2 separate regions of the Gossypium hirsutum genome follow, and region 1 is linked to region 2. The links are chromatin contacts, called in public Hi-C maps. All regions are on one chromosome and are shown on one strand. The core of a region is the stretch at or near the end of the contact, and the rest is flanking DNA. Distances in the headings are between cores, read along the strand shown.

Region 1 (6,864 bases), core at 1,994-4,493, 100 kb before region 2:
TTAATTTAATTCGAACAATTTCACTCGATTCAATTCAACTCGAATTTCATTTTACTCAACTTGATTTAAAAAAAAATTCAAATCGAGTTAGGATGATAAAAGAGGACTTGTCAACTCGATTAACTCAAAATTTTCACTTGATTCGATCGAATGCTCACCCCTAATTATGCCCTTCAATGTTGCAACATTGTATTCATTGTTGGTGTTGGGGATTGACCTGATTAAGCAACGAAGTAAAAATAGCAGAAGAAATTGCAAATTTGAATACACAAATTTAATGTGGAAAAACCCCTCTAAAGATGATAAAAAATCACGTGCAAAGATAATTCTACTATAATGGCAAAAGAACGAAGAGTACAAAAGATAGAGATAAAAATTAAACCCCAAAACCCGAAAATAAAGAACCTTCAAAGTGTAAACACAAAATTCTCGAAAAGTGTTATGAGTTCTAATCTTTAATGGATGTATTTTTTGAGGTTGTAAAAGAGCCTATTTATAGGCTAACTCTGTAGGTCAAATAATAAAAAATAATAATTTAGATTAATCAGAGTTCGATTGAAACAAATAAATAGAGTTTAACTGGAAGATTATCTCTCAAATTTGATTGAAATATGAGGCATACTCAACAAATCTCCACCTTGACTCGCATTTCCACAATGCTATATTTGCCAAAGCCCGCCACAGGCCTATCTTGAACTATGTAGGGAATTAACTAAGTCAAATTTGTGCTTAGAAGCTGGAAGACTTCTAGCCTTCGACTTGTGCACTGCCAAATCAAAACTAACCCAAGTCAAATTTTCACGAACACAGTGCCCTAACTTTTCAAAACATGCATCCAAAAGAGAACATCTCTTCAACGAAACGGTATACCTTATTTCCTCCTATGACCAAGTTGCCTCCGCTTCAAATGAACCTAGAGTAGTTGTCGTTGACATGGAGCGCCACGTCAGCGTTATTAACGATCACATTAGTGCTGTAATGATCAACATTGGTCAAAGAGTCTATTTGACCAGTTTTGTTAATTCAATGGCTCAATTAAGTTTAAAAAGGTCGCAAAAGCTTAAATAAGTTTTTTTTTAAAAAAAATTGAAGGCTTTTTATAATATTAAACCTAAAAAATAAGTATTATTTTGCATATTTAGAAATGAGTTAATCAATTTAATTCCATACGTTAAATTCATTACAATAATATATAATTTTATACAACAAAAAATAAGTAATAAGGATTATATATTAATATAATCCTCTATCGATTGTCTTATTAACAAAATAAATTATTTGATATCTTTTACACAATATTCATGCACAAAAGTCTATTAAAATAATTTATTATTATTTTTCACTATTTGATTTATTCAATTAATATGTTTTAATTTCAAAATTATATTATACGTAAACTGTGACAACAAAGTGAAAACTTTTAAAATAAGAATAAAAAATGGATAAATCTAAACCTTAAGTTTAAAATAATCTATCTCACTAAAATAAAGAGTATAACACCTAATTCTTTTTCTCCATGTAATACAAGTTTTAGGAACAAAAAGATTTAAATAATCTCTTACTTTTAGATTTAATATTTTTTTGAAGAAAAAAAATTGGAAGCAAATTTACAATGGAACATAAAGTAAGAGATTAAGGTTTTCAAAATTAAACAAATTAAACAATTTGGGTATTCGATTTTTTTTCTTTGGTCAAAAAATTGTAGAGAATTTCACTTTAAAAATTTGGGTATCCGGTTTTCAATTGTATTTTTTAAATTCATTATGTGCTTTTCGTCAACCAATAAAAACAATCTCAAATACCAAAAGAAAAAATATCAAATATTCAAATTGCTTAATCTTAATAACCGTAGTCTCTTTCAATCTCGTTGTAAATCTACTTCCAAGTTTTTCTTTAAAAAATAAATCTAAAACTAAGAGAAATTCTTTATGTTTGATTATAACATAACCTAAAACAATTTTTTTCTTCCATTTTCAATCTCGTTGTATTTCAATTTCGTTGTAAATTCTTGTAAATTATTAATATAGTTATTGATATAATATTATATTATGTTTATATATTGCATATATAAATAATTATATTTATTCAATATAATAATAAATTGATGTATTTTTTTAAATGTGTATGATTAATTCAAAATCAAAGTTTCAAGCATACATTTTAATCACAATTAAAATTTTATATGTATAATTACATCAAACTAAAATTCATGTATACAATTATACATTAAATCAAAATTAATATATAAAATTAAAATTTACCTCAATTCGAATTTATACAAAGTTGCATGTTGATAAAATGAACTCTATTAAGATATATAAATGTGGCCAAGGGTAGGTTTAGAATCGAAGTTATAAGAGATTTTTCCTTCAATCTTTCACCCTATCACAATATTTCAAACACTTGGATCGCTTAAGTAAAACAACTGGTATATATAGAGATTATTGAATCTAGATTATTTATAAAAATAGAGTTTTATTAAATTGATAGGTAAAAATATTGAAAAAGTTTTTTTTTTTTAAGTTGGTTTTGATTAAAAAAATTCAATTTTTAATCTTATAAAATTGTGGTTCCAACATCAGACAATAACGAGGAAACATTTAGAGTAGTCAATGGCAGCTCGATAACATATTCTTCAAATACCACTCACCTCACTTTTCCTAAAACCACTTCTACTTCTAGGTTTTTAATGCATTTTCCCTACATTTCCATTTCTATATACATCTTTTCTTTTTTGCTTGCATTTACCAGACCAAAGAAAAGAAAAAAAAAAAGAGAGGAAATCAACTTTTTATTATTTAATCAAGGGCTGCCGTTTGACATATTGACGGCACTAATTTAATATATATTCACATTTTCAGCCTTTTTTTTCCTTATCAATTTTAAAAAAATTACCGTGTCACCAATATGTCAAACGACACTCAAAATTACTATAAAAATATTCATTTTTATAAAAAATCTAGATTCAATACTATTTTTGTAATTAATTATTTTTAATATAATTTTTATAAAAAACCCATAACATGCACAGAACATGCCAGGTATATACCCTGTTCTAAAACATAATAAATGATATCAAATAAGATGTGGGTTCTATTTAAAAATATTAAATAACTATCAACCACCAAGTATTGTTATTAATATACAAAACTCATCTGTGACTTTCTGGAGTATTGGGGTACTTTTTGGGTCCTACGTGTGAAGGATGCACAATCACAGTCCAGTTATGACGGGATCGTTCAAAGGTGATGGGAAGATCCTACATTAAACTGTGCGTTGGCCCGGTTTGGCTCCACCCAATCACGGCCACACACAGCCTGCTTATCAACTTGTAAACTATTAATTAATATGATTCATGTGGCTTTATAATTATATATGTGTCAAATTTTATTACCAATCCTTATGTAAGACGTGGATTTAGATTCTTTAGCTTAGATATTTTTAGTTTCTTTATTTTTAAAATTTTGAAAATTCAGTGTTAATGATCTTAAAATTGATATTTCGAAAATGTTAAGAGGGCCGAAGCTAAGAAATTATTGTTAAAGGGTTTAAACTGGATTTCTAATTATGGGATGGGGCAAAAATGTCATTTTCTCATTAATAAAAAAGTTAAACAGCTTAAATTAACTGATTAATTATTCCGAAGGCTATAATTGTAATTATTCTATTTAGATAAGGGGGTAAAGTTTCTTCCAAGCTTGTTACCTCCCCCATAATACTAGAAAAAAAGATTATGTTATTTTAATTAATAGATTTAATAGCTACTACTTGAATCATGGCAAAAACTTCAAAATTAAAAAAAAAAGTATAAAATTAAAATTAACCAAATTAAAGTAACTTGTTCTTGGGTCGAGTTACTCGCCCAGGCCCGAAGGTTCACTTGAAATTTGAGAGGATTTGGGCAAAAATATTAGGTCCGAAAAATAGGTTTAGGCAAAAAAATTAAGCTTGTTTTTAAGTTTATAATACTTTATATTATGTTATTTTCATTTATTATGTAATTTAGAGCACATTAAAAAAATAAACCTATACTAAATATATAATACTACTCTATAAACATTAAAATAATGTTAAGATCACTATATAAAAACTTTCAATAAATAAATAAAAATATAATATTTTATTAAATATTAAAATAATTTAATTTAATTTTTTAAAAAACTTAAAAAATAATATGAGCGGGCCTAAAATAGATTTGGGTTAGTCTTTTGCAAATATGAGCGGGTTTGAGCAAACTTTTAGGTCCATATTTCGGGCCAATCTGGGTTTGGGCAAGTATAAAGAATGTTAGTATCATGCTTAGGCTGAGTCGGTCCTGACCCATGAACACCTCTAAATTAAAGGATATGAATTAAATCCACAACTTAAATATAACATATAGACTAATAATAGAATTTGACCGTACTACAAACATTTAATAGATTAAATGCAGTTTACTCTCTTTCTCAAATTAATCTGGGTTCTAATCACAATTGTAAAAAAAAAAAAAAGAGTAAAAGAATAAGTCAAATGTATCTCTTAATTTCAAGGAAGCAATGAAACAAACTAGTTTTTTCCCCAAGAGATAGCATTTCTTTTGCTGTTCAAAAGTATCTCTTAACGTTTTAAATCAAAATCAAAATTGATTTTGCGATTAACAGATGCACTTTTAAATTTATCATTACTTTTATATTCATTAAATAATCACGTTTTTATATATTCATACATTTGTATAGAATTAGGTTGAGGCATTTATGAGTGTGACACCTTGAAATTGGGTTAGAAGTTAAGTCAAGGGCATTCAGTTAGGTTCTTATGTTTTCGTTCGTGTTTAAGGATATGATGAACTTAGTGGTTTAGTGGTTAAGTGTTAATTTTCTCTTAGGTTTTGGGTTTGCATACTTGTATGTGCTTTGTAGGAATTATTTTTATTTAGTTTTTAGTTTTGTTTTTGGTTTCAATTCCTTTCAAAAACAAATCTGATTGGTTTTTGTTAAATATTAATTAAATTATTTTACTTTATATTTATTTGTTTGTTTTTTTTTTAACTTTTAGAAGAGAAAAAAAGGGAAAAGAATCCCAACTTCACCCACGTTCTATTTTTCCTTTCCACTCCCATTTTTCATTTTTCTCAATTTGTTTCAATAAGCAGGTTTGATTCTGGATGCTTCAACATTCTTTGTTTTCCACCTTTTATTTTGTTTTCTTTTGTTTGATCACCTTTTGGTTCTATCGTCATTATAAATCAAAGTGCTAGTAATTTTTAGCCGTTTTGTTTTTGTTCCATTATTCTTGACATTTGCCGTTCTCCAAATTGGTTTTTTTTTCAGTCAAGTGCGAATCGGGTAAGTGTAAGGGTTGTTTTCTTAAGATTTACATCGGTTTCTTTGATTTTCTATATATGGTTTAGATCAATTTTGTTATAGGTAGTGTGTTTGTAAAATTGAGTTTTTAGATTGGTTTAATTGAGGGATTCGATTGATTGTTAGTGCGTGGGAATTGCCTTTCAGGTGTGTGATTTTAAATTGGGGATTGATTTTACTGTTGAAATTTGTGTTTTGCTGCAAATTTGAGTGTGGTTTTGGGGCCACATAGGCAGCCACATGTGCGGTTCACATGGTTGTGTGCCACGGTAGGGAATAGGTTAATTTTCGAGTCACACAGGCCGGCCACATGATCGTGTGACTCCTGTAGAGATATTTTCGATCACACACAGACATGTCCTTTAAACACGCGGTCGTGTTTCTCAGTCACACGGGTGTGTCATTCAACCACACGACCATGTCTTGCTTGCTCCTATGTTGTAAATTTAGTCACACGGTTCAGAGAGTTACATGGCCAGTCCATACGACCATGTCTCTCAGTCACACGGGCGTGTACATCAGTCACACGGGCGTGTACGTCAGTCACACGGCCATGTACCCCTATCACACAGTCTGGACCTTTCCACACGATCTAGCCACACGACCATGTGGTACTATTTTTACAGTTTTTACTTTTGTTTCACAATTTTTTTTTATTTTAGTCCTTAACTAATTTAGTGCATGTTTAAGCCTTTGTAGAGGTGTTTGGAACACAAAATTTGTTTATGGTAGGCGTGTACTATTTGAATCGTAAGGTTTAATTCTGATAATTGTATAAGTTATGAATATGATTGTGCTATGGAAACTCTAATATATGTGAATGTTAGATTCTGATTCTACATTGTTTGCCAATATGTAATTGATTATGGAAATTGAGGATGAGTATGTCCTAATCTGTAATTCTGTATGTGCAATATGGTTTGCAGATGCATTTTTGGGTTGGGAGTTGATGATGAAGAAAAGAAACTTTGTTTGTGGTAATTGAACTGCACAATTAACAGTAAACCCGCAATAATACAAGTGGCAACGACCACTCTATGGTGTGTATCGTTGGATGGGTCCACCATAACCCAATATCGGTGCGTAGAGGTTGGAAAGGGTTTAGTGTACTCTTATTGGTGTGTTTATGGGATTTACGGAGTTGGTGTGTAGCGGTTGGTTAGGTGGGGATTTTGTACCACGCTTTATCTGAATTGGTTATGCATATATGTTAAATGTCTTATTGATGTTATGCATTATTTTGATGTGTTATCTGTCTGTGTTTCGAGTTTCCGCTATTGACAGTTTGTGCGATTAATTAGCTTTGTTTTTTTTTTTGTGATGTTCTGCCACTACCTACTTGCATTTGTTTTAGTCTCACACTGAGCTTTTTAGCTCACTTCCTTAGTTTTTACCTTTTCAAGTAACCCGCAAGACTAGGTGTTGGACTCGACAAATCGGAGGTCTCAGAATTGATTATTTCGGTTTGGTTTTAAACAATTTTTTTAAAGTTAATAAGTTTCCAGTTGGATTTGTAAATAAA
Region 2 (6,893 bases), core at 1,792-4,291:
AATTACGTCAAGAACCTGCAACTGCACCGCACTTTCACCCGTAACCAAAACAATGGAGTTTAAAATTCAGTGGTCATTTGTGAGTAAACTTGTTCGCCTTTTGTGAGTGATTTAACGTAAACGAGATTGTGAGAGAGTTTTTGAAAATATAGTTTTTAGGAGGGTGAATTTTGTTGGTAAAAAATCTTTCCAATTACTTTTAATTTCGATATTAAGTAAATTGGTCTTAATTTAATTCCTGATAATTTCGAATTTGAGCAACTAAGGACAATGAATTACAATGTTAATGTTTTTCATCAATGGATGGTGAAAAAAATTATGTGGTTGAAAGTCAAGAACTGACAAGTCTTGCTAGTCAAGAAACACAAATCAATTACAGTGTATAAATACAAGTCAAGAATACTTTAAGACTACAGAGACACATATCCAAATATCAAAGACGAGAAAAACTTCAAAATCTTTAGTTCTCACTTTTCTCTTGTATATAGTCACAAAGTTGTAATTGTAAAATCTTTTATCATTCTAATTTCATTTTTTGTGGAACTTAGCTTTGTAAAGACATACCTTTGTTTACTTCATCTTTATCACCAATTGTGAATGGGCAGGAGTTTAGTTGAACCATAAAAATTAGGGGGAAAAGGTTTTATTTAAGACTTAAGAAAAAAATAAATTTATAAAGGTTATATTCTCCTTGAAATGTATCAATTCTTATAGAGTATTGAAAAATTCTTGATTGAGATACACTAAAATAGTGGAATTAGATAATTGGGACCGAATCATTATAAAAATAATTGTGTAAGTCCCCCATTTCTTCTTTAATCCAAAGTGGGTTGGAAACAGATACTAAATTAATTTATGAATAAACGTACTAATCAGGTCCTTTTATTTTAAATAACTTAAAAATAGAGTAAAATTTATTATGAATCTTAAAATGATTGCAAATCAACTTATTTAATACATCATTTAGAATAACAATAAAAATAATTAACAAAATTTTTATTTGAATTTTTTGTTTGATCCAATCGAAAAAAATTTAAATTGATTTACAAGTCTATGTATGAACAATTACTTTAAACACATTGTTTAAAAATAAAATGTTAAAGAGAACTCAGTGAAATTGACAAAAACCAAGACTCCAAACTTTGAAGGTCTGAATTTGAGTCTCATCATCTATAATTATGACACGTGGTCGCTTTCCCAAGATATTTTATGCCTTAAAGGATAGATAAATCCTTATTATGAACTACATAAAAGAATGTATATACAGACACTAATTATTGTTATTGTGTATTTTCTAAAAAAAATTATAAATAATTTAAATAAACTCAGAGATGGGATTTTTTTTTAATGAATTACAATGTAACAAGTTGAGACATGGCACATATTAATTAAGAAGAAAACATAAAAACTATAAGAAATATTATTAATATTACAAACGAAAGAAATGTTAAACACTTACAGCAAAGGTGAATTTAATTTATGCAATTGAAGCTTCTGACATTGATGGGTCAGTTACATTATACATGGCTGGTTAACATGACTTTTTTAATCATGTGCATAGTGGGGCCGTAAGAGCTAAGCCCACATCTTTTTCAATTAGGTCCCCAGAGATATTGAATTGATCCAACTCCGATTCACCACCATCCTGTTTGTTGACCCAGATTTCTGGTATCACATCCCCTAAATTCTTGACTTCCTCTATTGCATAATCTGCTTCCTTTGCCTCACCACTCTTCCCAACCTTAGACCACACAATAATATTAGATTCATGCATTTTAAATGAGTAGTTCTTTTTATTTAAAAAATTGGAAACTACCAAACAAGTCCAGAGGCCCAAAGTCTTTCCAGCGGATATATTCTGAACATTGTCGTCTAGAAATAGCTGCACCAAAAAAAGAGAGCATCTAGATAATTTAATTGTAATAAAAAAAGAAGAAGGTGAAATTGAAAAAGAAAAAAAGGGATATTACGGTGCGTGGGGGATCAACACGTGCGACGTGAAGAGCAATTTTGATGGCATCCGTCGACGGCTTGAGAACGACGCACTTTGATTCTGACAAATTAGGATTCAGTGTCTGGAAACATATGATTTGGTCGAAACAGTCTTCTATTCCTAACCTTTTCATTACCTTAACCGCATGAACTCTGTCCGAATTCGTAAATATCTGTTTCACCAAATTTGAAAGCGCTTTAGATTACTGTTTCATATGTTGTTAACGATTTGTAACTTACAATTTTCCTTTGGGTGATGCTACGTAACAGAGAACGTAGCTGAGGGTCTGGCTTGATCACATCGTATGACAATCTCCCATGGACAAAACTAGCAACACATGAAAGGATCTTGATCATCAAATGAATTCTAGATTAATACAGGAAATGAATGTTGGATAAGGTGCTTCTTACCCGTGGTAATCATCGGCATCGATGTCATACCCTAACGCCTGCTAAAACAAGTCAAACCAACTTCAAATTATTCCCATTTTTAAGGATTAAATCTGGAATCATTAAAGTTATGTTTAATTACTCGCAGTCCGGCGAGGGTGCTGCCGTAAGTTTTGAAGAGTTCGACTCTGAGATTTGAAGCTTTCGTCGCCGACATTCCACATTTCTCAATTAGAAAATCTACAGAAGTGTCAAAAACGAAAATGAATTTCAATTGTTCAAATGTTTATTTATTATTATTATCTTTCCCATGTTGGTGCAAATAAGTATGACGAATTGGAGAATTTTATGAAATGGCAGTGACTAACCATCGATGTTTTTCTTGATACCCTGAGCTATTCCAGTGCTTGAAGGGTAAAGGGTATCATCCAAATCTTTAAGAACAGAAGCGAAATCCAAGGCCCAAAAATCAGAAACAAAAAAAGATAGAAAACGAAGAGGAAAAAAACCCAGTAAATTAAGAAAGAAACTTACCAAACAAAAGGCAATTGAAAGGAGAATCCATATGATCAAACTTTTGAAAGAAGAAGATTGAAAAGCAGAAAGTCAAAGGGGTGGGGCTCCCAGGGAAGGAGCTTATAGAGAAAAGGAAAAGCTGTGAAATTAATAAATTATTGCTAATAATAAGATAAGAAGCAACTAGAAGTTGCTGAGTTGGAGCACAAATCTTGTTTAAGTTAGGGATAATTTTTTTTTGTCCACCTTAATATTTGAACTTTACAATGAGGTCTGTTTTTAGTTCTCAAAAGTGCTAAATATGACTCTTGTTTCAATCAAATTTGAGAAATAATCTTTTAGTTAAACTCTATTTATTTGTTTCAATCAAACATTGATTAGTTTAGATTATTTTATTATTATTTGACATATGAATTTAGCCTATAAATAGGCTCTTTTACAACCTTAGAAAATACACCCATTAGATATTAGAACTCATAACACATTTAGAGAATTTTGTGTTTACGTTTTGAGGATTCTTTATTTTTGGGTTTTCAAGGTTTAGTTTTTATCTCCATCTTTTTGTACTATTCGTTTCTTTTGTCATTATAGTAAAATTATCTTTGTCCGTGGTTTTTTATTCTCTTTGGAGGAGTTTTTCCACGTTAAATTTGTGTGTTCAATTTCTTAATTTTTCTGCTATTTTTACTTGTTCCTTACTTAATCGGGTCAATCTCTAACAAGTGGTATAAGAGCTAGTTCAATTTTCATAAATCAACCCATTCAGATATGACAGCAACAATGTTAAAAATTGAGAAGTTCGATGGTGAGACAAATTTCAATCTGTGGCAAGTTCGGATGATGGCAATTCTAGTTCAATCCGGTTTGAAAAAGGTTGTTACCGGGAAAAAGCTTGAGAATCTAAATAAAACAGAATAGGAAGAGCTTGATGAAAAGACTTTATTTGCAATCCAGTTGTGCCTCGCGAATACGGTATTGCAGGAGGTATTGATGGAGAAGACCTCATCTGCCTTGTGGAAAAGGTTAGAAACTCTTTATGCAACTAAGTCTCTAGCTAACCGTTTAGTGTTGAAACAACGTCTATTTACATTTTGCATGAACGAATGTAAGCTTCTTAGAGATCACATCAGTCAATTCATTACTCTTTTAAATGATTTAAAGAACGTTGAGGTTCATATTGATGATGAAGATCAAGCTATGCTATTATTGTGCTCTTTACCCCCCTTTATACAAGTCTTTCAGGGAGACCCTGATTTATGGCAGAGACAAACTCTCGTTCGAAGATGTGAAGGGTCATTTTTTGAGTAGAGACAAAATCAACAATGAGCTTCGTTTGGATAGCAAGGCATATAGGAAAGCTTCCGTTTTGATAGCATCAAAGAAACGAGACAAAAGGTGTCGCTATTGTAAAAAGTTAGGTTATGTCAAAGCAGATTGTTATAAATTGTGAAATAAAAGAGCTGCTGAGAGTAACGAGGAAAATGTAGCTGGTGCTAATTTGGCCGATAAAAGTGGTGATGATTTCTTGTTAGTGTCAACGAGCGATAACTCCAAGCTCACGTGTAGATTCGGGATGTTTTTTCCACATTTGTCCCAATAGAGAATGGTTCTCCACATACAACTCCGTTGAAGGTGGAGTTGTGTGCATGGGAAACGATTCATCTAGTAAGGTAATTGATATTGGTACTGTTAAAATTAGGATACACAATGGGACGATTAAGACACTCTCAGATGTCAGGTATGTACCTGATTTACGAAAGAATCTCATCTCCTTGAGTATTTTAGACTTGAAAGGATGTAGAATCAACATTGAGTCGAGCGGCATTGAATTATCTCATGGAGCTCTCGTTTTGTTAAAAGGTAAAAGAATTGACAATGTTTATATTTTGGAAGGTTCTACAGTGACTGGTGAAATCGAACGTCCCTCGTTCGTTATAGAGTCGAAGTATGACTCTTATTTCAGTCAAATTTGAGAAATAATCTTCAAGTTAAACTCTGTTTATTTGTTTCAATCAAACACTGATTAGTTTAGATTATTTTATTATTATTTGACATATGAATTTAGCCTATAAATAGGCTCTTTTACAACCTTAGAAAATACACCCATTAGATATTAGAACTCATAATACATTTAGAGAATTTTGTGTTTACGTTTTGAGGGTTCTTTGTTTTCAGGTTTTTGGGGTTTTGTTTTTATCTCCATCTTTTTGTACTCTTCGTTTCTTTTGCCATTATAGTAAAATTATCTTTGCCCGTGGTTTTTTATCCTCTTTGGAGGAGTTTTTCCACGTTAAATTTGTGTGTTCAATTTCTCAATTTTTTCTGCTATTTTTACTTGTTTTTTGCTTAATCTGGTCAATCTCTAACAGAAAGTTTAATTATGTGAAATTCTGATATTGTATCACACCATTACTTGAAAATTTAAAAATTATATAAATTTTCAAGTGATGGTATAGTACAATATCAGAGTCCCACTCCAATGTTTTTATAACTTGATTGTTGGTTGAACATATTAGACCACCAATTCTCGATTCAATCAATTCGATTGGTTCAATTATCAAATTAAAAATAAATAAATAATTAATTAATTTTTTTATAAAAATCTAAAAAAAATATTAAATCAGTTCACCTTATTCAACTATCGATTTTTGTATCTGTAATTTCCTAGTCGATTGGTTCAACCCTTTTTGTTCGAACTGTTATATCGATCAGTTCTTAGTTTTTCTAATTTGGTCATATTCCAATAACAATGGTCACATCATTAAATCTTAATAAAATAAGTTCATGGACCAAAATGAATCTAATTGCGAAGTTCAAGGACCAAAGTGGACTAAAAAAAAGTACAAGTACCAAAAAGGACTTAGTTGCCAAGTTTAGGGGTCAAAAACTATATTATTGTTATACCTTCTCCACATGTCCCTCCATGTATCATCAACAAGCAAACCACAAGTTAACGTGTCTACACCGAGTAAACTTTTAATTGGGTGAGCGTGGTGAACCTTAAACCACAATAAACCAAGAAGTTTTCATGATGACCACCTTTGCTAGACGCATCGAGAATCTCAAGCCCATTAATTACTTAGTTGTCCTCAAAAGTCATATATTAAATTGTCACATTACCGTCATTAAAAGGACCAATGTATAATTCCATCGTCGGTAAAATTCAAGACACATGAATTCTTTTATCCCCTATATATAAGCTTGCCACAACACTTGAAAAGGAAAATAATACTAGCAATATATAAAATGCTCAACATATAAATAAAATTTAATCTAATAAAAATTTACCCAAACCTTGAACTAGTTATCATACATAATCCGTAAATAAATCTAGTTTGTGTATTTATTAGTTAGAACTAAATTTCTTTACTTTTTCAAAATAAAAATAAATTTTAAGTGTTTGTTTTTTTTTTCCTGTCAATTGGGTATTTGAACTCTCAAAATGTATCATAAATGTCCTTTGACTGTTAACTTTAATAGTTGTCCGTTAAAGTTAACCGCCCCTAAATTTTTTTCAATTAAAGCCACCACGACGTGACATGTGACAAAAAATGATAAAAATAAAAGTTATACAAATTATTAAATTTTAATAAAAATATTAAAAATATTAAAAATTATAAAAAAACATAAAAAAAATTGTAAATTTTATAAAAATCGTAAAAGAATTATAAAATATATTGAAATATAGAAAAAAAAATTTATAAAATTTTAAAAAATAGTAAGAAATTATAAAAAAATGTAAAGCAATATAAATTTCATAAAAAAATATATAAAAATTATCGTACCAAAAGAAGCGTTTCATAATTTTTCTATAACTTTTATTGATTTTTATTTTTTGTCATTTTTCGCCACATGTCATGCTGTGCTGTAACACGTAATGACTTTAACTGGAAAAAAAACTAGGGTCGTTAATTTTAATGGTCAGTGGTTAAAGTTAATGGTTAAAGGATCTTTTTGATGCATTTTATAAAAAAATTCTAATTTTTAATTTTTTT

The links. A called contact is a pair of places that touch in the nucleus more often than the background predicts.
Region 1: a contact with region 2 is called in a Hi-C map of leaf, with 2.4 times the contacts expected there. The contact joins the enhancer-like site here to the promoter of LOC107954254 in region 2. A contact is called at or near these places in 6 of 34 Hi-C or Micro-C datasets (callus and leaf).

What each region holds. Positions count from the first base shown.
Region 1 is chrD07:20,509,705-20,516,568 of Gossypium_hirsutum_v2.1, reverse strand. No RefSeq gene overlaps it. Among protein-coding and RNA genes, the nearest start is that of LOC121219083, 5.4 kb to the left of the region's middle. Within about 2 kb of position 3,243, at least 3 of the 9 cell types and tissues checked have an H3K27ac peak or open chromatin away from gene starts, as enhancers often do. A contact at or near this core is called in leaf, where this site is marked.
Region 2 is chrD07:20,407,111-20,414,003 of Gossypium_hirsutum_v2.1, reverse strand. LOC107954254 reads right to left here and starts at 3,041. Exons shown (of 8, transcript XM_016889759.2): 1 at 2,917-3,041; 2 at 2,751-2,816; 3 at 2,525-2,622; 4 at 2,404-2,441; 5 at 2,233-2,320; 6 at 1,971-2,165; 7 at 1,817-1,882; 8 at 1,403-1,741. The coding sequence starts at 2,947. The coding sequence ends at 1,550.